2 separate regions of the Mus musculus genome follow, and region 2 is linked to region 1. A link is a contact called in public promoter capture Hi-C data. All regions are on one chromosome and are shown on one strand. Each heading gives the region's core, a stretch centred on a gene start, on an enhancer-like site or on the middle of the called end of the contact. The rest is flanking DNA. Distances are from core to core; before and after follow the strand shown.

Region 1 (3,081 bases), core at 238-2,737:
CAGATTCCATAAGATTGTTTGGGCGACACAGAAACACCGTACCATTTTAATCAACCACTTAAGACACGCCATGTTGGCTTTCCATTTACAAGTACTTATTTTTTAAAAATCCACATTTCGTTTTGAGGATTTAAGGACATTAAGTAACGGTAGTGTGTAGTTATGGGAAAGTGTGAAGTAATTTGGAAAACAGGAAATAAACAAACCAGTACAGATCTCACAAAATACCATCTGCTCTCATTTTAGGGAAAGGGAAACCACAGTTGTTCTCTTGGCTAGCTAGCCCCTTCTGCTTGGGGGTCTTCCTCTATGTGACACCTCTCCAGAGATGTGGCGCCCAATTAATTGAGGACAATTTAACTTTGGGATAGATTAAGGGCACCATCTAAGAAACATAATTGGCAAGTTTTGCAAAAGTGAAACATCCAATCAGGACTTTGTGCGCTACTTTTATGGTACCCTGCCTCAGAAATAGGAGTGCATTCTAACAGGCAAAACGTGTTAGTTACACCAACTGCAGAGTAGTGAGAGAAGTATTTCACCGCACTGTAATCAAAATTCCTGGGGATGGAAGAGCACTTCTACTTCAGGGTCTGTGAAGGCAGAGGCAAGCCTCAGAGAGCAAGATGCTGAGGTTAGGCTACTGATTTCTAAAGGAAAGGCAACAGCTTGTGTCACCAGCTAAGGCAGCACAGGCCATTAAGACAGCCAACCAGATGGTCTTAGATTCCAGTTCCTGACGCTGGGGCGGGGGCAGGGGTTAAGTCAAGCCCAGGTCACAGACATTGTCCCTGCTTCACGGAGCAGGTCACCTGTCAGCCAGGTCTAGGCTGCAAGGGGGTGCCCATCGAGGCTGTGCCTCACCTGACGGTCCTGACCACGAAGTACACCAGCACCGCGGCGCTCACCACCACCAACACGGTCAGGGCCCGCTGGGTCATGGGTTTGTCGCCAGGACTGGGACTCACGGCCAGGCTGCCACCCTGGGAACCTTCTCCGGCCTTCCCTTCGAGGCCGTCCGCCTCAGACCCCGCCCCGGGGATGCTGTCATTGCGGCTCTCCGCGCCTGGCAGCCCGGCAGCATCAGACTGAGCTTGGCCCCGAGGCTGGGCCGCGGTGGGGCCCGGAGGAAGCGGCGACAGCGTGTGCGGCCCGGGCTTGGGAGACTTGGACTCCTGCACCTCCCTGACCACCATCGACGGTACCGCCCCGGACCCGCTCAGAGCGGGCAGCAACAACAACACGAAGGCCGGAGCCAGGAAGTGGCAAGGCCCGGAGCAGCCGCGCGGGGTCGGCATGGTCTCCACGCCGGCCTCTCAGCACGCCGCAGCCGCCGGGCCGGCCTCCCGGTCCGCAGCGCCGACCATGGGCGCGCCGGAACCGCAGAGCCGACTCTCCGGAGGAGAGCGGGTGGCTGAGACTGCGCCGGGTGGCTTCGGCGGCGGCGGCGGCAGCAGCCTGCCGGGACAACCGGAAGTTCGTACATCCCCGCAGCCACTGCTGCTACGGACGCCTCCGGTTGCTAATATGTAGGGGCGGGCTGCGCTCAGTGACGTCAGAGGTTCGAGCCTATTGCGCACGCGTAGCTGTGGGACGCTCTGAGAGGTCCCAACTAGGTTTTCCATGTTTCAGGAGTGTTCCTAATAGTGAAAAGGCTTGGGCCAGAGTGGGTAACCTGAACAAGATGAACAGTTATGCCTACAGTTCTTTCCAAGTGGGGAAACGGGAGCAATAGGAAACTCGATTTAATTTCCTTGATGTCAAACTTCATAACTACATCTAATCAGTAAACACTTCCTCTCAGTTCCCTCAGGAGGATCACAAACTTTAAAGAGAGCTTTTTCTAGCTGTAAGGGTATCGACTATTCTTGGAATCCCTTTCTTTGGAAAATGTAAAGTTGTTTATTCAGGTTTTCCCCCTTTAAAGTGTAAATATTTGTAAAAACCTCTCTTGTCAATTTCCAGAGACCTACAGTCATCCTTTTGAAATAAAACCAACAAGAAAATTGTGCCCCTGTTAACTAGTTTTTGCTATGGGCTGCCTCAAGCTGCAAAACTATCCCTGAACTTATGGAAGAGAGAAAGTTTGTATATTACCTTAGCAAATACCTGGGGCTGTGATCTGCCTACTCTAGTTTACTTTACAGAACTTGAACTCCAAATTTAGTTCTCTTACATTTGAATAATGTTGCCTTTATCTAAGATTTCCATCAAGTAACACTGAGAAAAACCAGACACCTGCCTGGGGCATTGGAGCATGGGTTGTGTATAAATATGATTAGTTCTTTCTTGAGCTTTCTTTCAGTCTATTATAAACAGATTTTTTAAAAGGCTTTCTCAGACATCTGTCAAGAGTCAGCTGTTTAAGGGTCTGGAACTGCAATTTAGTCCATGTCCTGGAAACTATTAGGATTACCCTGAAGACACTGCAGTAGCTATAGAGGACCTCTAAAATCACAGCTGAAGACATGTTCTAGACAGCCTGTTCCAATCTTAAAATGCAGAACGTCACAAGACAGGTATCTGTGAATTCTACTTAATTTTGCAGGCATTTTCAAACAAGAGCTGAAGTATTTCCCTTGTGAGGGTTAACAAAACTTCATTTTATGCTAAGCATCCAACTTGGTACCCATTAGCCATTTGTCTCTGACTCCAGTCCCTTGAAGATAAGCTCCCAGTAACCTGGACTCAGTGACCACATACAGAAATGCACAGCCATGGCATTATGATATGACTAGCTGCTTTTTTAATTGTGTAATTTACTTATGCAGATACCCAAAGATTGTTTGGCCTTGCCCACGTAAGCTTGGCAGAAAAGACCAGTATTTGGTTATTTGCATAAATATTGAAGATCTTGTGGTTTTGTCTTTAAAAAGCCTTTCCCCATACCACTCCTCACAACATGCATGAGCTTGGGCTTTAAGACTATTGCCCTGCTAGCAGATAATCAATGCATCTTTTAATTATAATGTAATTGACTCTATAGTATTTTCCCGAGGGGTCAAAAAAGCCTCCATAACAACCTCTTGGCCAACAAGAGATCTCTGGTTGATACAAACATAGTTCTTCATTCTCAATAGG
Region 2 (3,081 bases), core at 315-2,814, 220 kb before region 1:
ATTGGTATCAGGAATGGAAAAGCATTGTAGGTTTGATAAATAAATTAAAGGTGGATTCAATGAGGATGTAAAATTAATTGGGTAGGAAATGAAGAAAGAAGCTTGCAGATTCTGAGAGAATATATTGGTAGTTGGTTTGAGGGCTAATATATTTATTTGCAGAAGAGAAGCTAGAAGACAAATGGATTTAGGTAGTAAACAATTATTAAAATTATAAAGTTGTAGAATATCTCAGTTCTAAGTTATATATGCACAGATAGATGTATTTGTGTGTGTATATTTTACATATGACTTACAGATTTGAGAGAAGGATGCATTAAAGACATATATAAGGTCAAAATTTCAACTTTATATAATGTACTGTGTACTTAGTAAAGATTGAAAAGAAACATAACAAAGAAAAAGAAACCAAAGTGCATGCAGATCATGGTAATTAATCTGCTGACATGATCTCTACATAATGATTATATTAAAATAGGCAGTGGATTTTGTTTCCTTGTTTATTTTCTCCGTGAGAATATAGACTCTAAGAGATGAGAGCAAGTCCACTTCTCACAACACAAGCATGTATACACACATAAAGAAATATAAATTGCAACCCCATAGGAAGAACAATATTAACTAACTGGACCACCCAGAGTTCCCAGAGACAAAACCAACAACCAAAGAGTATACATGGAGGGATCCAGGGCTCCAGCCACATATGTAGCAGAGGACGATCTTATCTGACATCAATGGGAGAGGAGGCCCTTGGTCCTGTGGCAGCTTGATGCCCCAGCGTAGGGGGATGCTAGAGCAGTGAGGCAGGAGTGGGTGAATGGGTGGAGGAGCACCCTCATAGAGGCAAAGGGGAGGGGGGAGAGGGGGGTTGCAGAGGAGTAACCAGGAAGGGGGATATCATTTGAAATGTAAATGAATAAAATGATTAATAAAAAAGAAATATGGAATATGTAAGTCCTTTGTCTAAAAATAGTAATGTTGACTCCCACAAAGAGTTATTGAAATATTAGTGTGAAAACTTCCTTTGACAAACAATGATCTTGATTATGTGGCTCTTGTAAATCCCCATATATAGAGTTTTGAAGTTATAGATTAATGTTTGTGGGCAGGAGAACTGATAAAGTATAGGTCATAAGAATGAGGATAAAAGCCAAAGTGACAACATGGGAAAAGACTGGTGTCAAAAAGATTTCATCTTCAATAACAATCAAACAGAGTGATTTGCAACAGATAAGGCAAGTGCTAGCCTAGCAAAAGCTTTATCACAATTCTTCACCAACTGATTAACATACCAGCTGCTATGACTCCACTGTCAGGGTGGTACTCATTTATTCTCTTATCCCCTCAGAGCTAGGCTTAAACACCTGCTCTGTTCCAGGAAGGATGCTGATCCCTCTGGTATAACATTTCAGACAAGAGAGGCCCACCTGTTTCTGAATAAGCAGAATGAAGGTATTATGTTTATAAATACCTTGTAAATGACTGAAAGGAGGTAAGGTACTGCAATGGTTAGGTTTCGTCAACTTGACAGAAAATAGAGTCACCTGAAAAGAGGAAACATCAATTGAGAAATTGCTCCTCTGTTTGGCCTGTGGGTACTTTTTTCAATCGTAGTTGATGGTGAAGGGGCCTGTCCACTGTGAGTGCTTCTGCTCCTGAACAGGAAGACAGTGAGTCTTGGGTTGTCTAAGAAAGCAACCTGAGCAAGTCGGAGAGACCAAGCCAGAAGAGAGCATTTCTCCATGGTTTTTCACTTCAGTTCCTGACCTGAATTCCTGCCCTGACTACCATTTTGATAGAAATGATGTACAGTAAGCTAAAAACAAATCCTTTTCCTCCAAGTTGGTTCATTGTTTTATCATGATAACAGTGAAGCCAATGAAAGAGGTACCACCTAGTCTGTCTTCTAGCTAGACACTTTGAGAAGGTTTCCCGTGAAGTAGCAGCTAGCCTAGGAAAGAATCAGGGGACTCTAGTGACATTGTTTATTTAAAAAAAGGGTGAGAATCTCCAACATCTAGAAATCAAAATGTTTACTCCTCAGGGACTGAGAAGTGTTAATGTCTTAAATCCTGTTTAATGTATTATTTCCCTGGAGAATTATCATGACAGCCGAAAGGTGCCTATATTTTAAAACAATGAGACAGTGAGATTAAGTTATGAACTTGTTACACACTTAACTTTTTTCAATTTAGATTACTAAATTTTATTTGGACATGCAAAACTGGTTGAATGTAGATAGTATCACATAATTTCGGGCATATATAAAAAACAGTAACGGTATTTTAAATTGTGATGTATTTTTTAAAGCATGACTTCAAAGTAATACATTTTATCAGGCCCTACGTCTTCAGCAATGTTATCATAAAAAGAAGATCATATATCAATCCGGAGGATATATATGGAATTGGAAGAGAAACCCCTAGAACTCTCTTCTAATTATTTTATAACATATGCTCTTCGAGTTCTGAAACCATCCAGGTTTTTCAATACTAATGGAACAGAGTGTAGGGGCGACCACTGTAATCTCTATCCTCAGGAGGGAAAGTCAGGAAAATCGTGAATCCCAGGATAGTCTGGGAGATATAATGACAATCTACCTTAAGATAATAATATAAAAATATAATATGATATTCTTGTAGAAAGATCATTCAAACATTGTATATATTGAGATTTTCCTCAATGATTTATTCTGAACATCCTTAGCCAGTTTTGTATTGAGCAGAGCTCATGTTAATAACAGATTGAATAACATAAACTAAATTTCTAGTTAGCATTGCTGAGTTTTATTCTAATCTTCACGAGTTGTTGTAATGTAGCATAAAGTATTTTTCCATCTTCTGTGCTGGTCAGTAAAGAGGGCTAGAAGCCTTTGAGTTTATTCCCAGGCAGATCTGCTATAAACAATTAGGTTCTAATACTCATTAATACCAGAGAGAGCAGAGGATTTGCTGATGGTGGCAAGGGCAATGTTCACCTCCTAAGCACATACATGTAACTGTAGTATGACTTGTATGTGGTCCCTGTAGGAGGACATTAGTACACTCATCTGTGGCTATAGGACGGTATTATATAGCTGAT

The links. Promoter capture Hi-C pulls out the DNA fragments that hold promoters and counts their contacts.
Region 2: a promoter capture Hi-C map of neutrophils shows a contact between it and region 1, with 3 times the contacts expected there. The contact joins the enhancer-like site here to the promoter of Fam174a in region 1. A contact is called at or near these places in 4 of 39 promoter capture datasets (the C10 cell line, HPC-7-derived erythroid cells, macrophages and 1 more) and 5 of 9 other capture datasets (adipose tissue, bone marrow-derived macrophages, liver and 2 more).

What each region holds. Positions count from the first base shown.
Region 1 is chr1:95,312,034-95,315,114 of GRCm38.p6, reverse strand. It overlaps Fam174a (family with sequence similarity 174, member A), which reads right to left and starts at 1,487. Exons shown (of 3, transcript NM_026321.4): 1 at 865-1,487. The coding sequence starts at 1,298.
Region 2 is chr1:95,529,749-95,532,829 of GRCm38.p6, reverse strand. No RefSeq gene overlaps it. Among named protein-coding and RNA genes, the nearest start is that of St8sia4, 140 kb to the left of the region's middle. Within about 2 kb of position 1,564, at least 11 of the 459 cell types and tissues checked have an H3K27ac peak or open chromatin away from gene starts, as enhancers often do. A contact at or near this core is called in neutrophils, where this site is marked.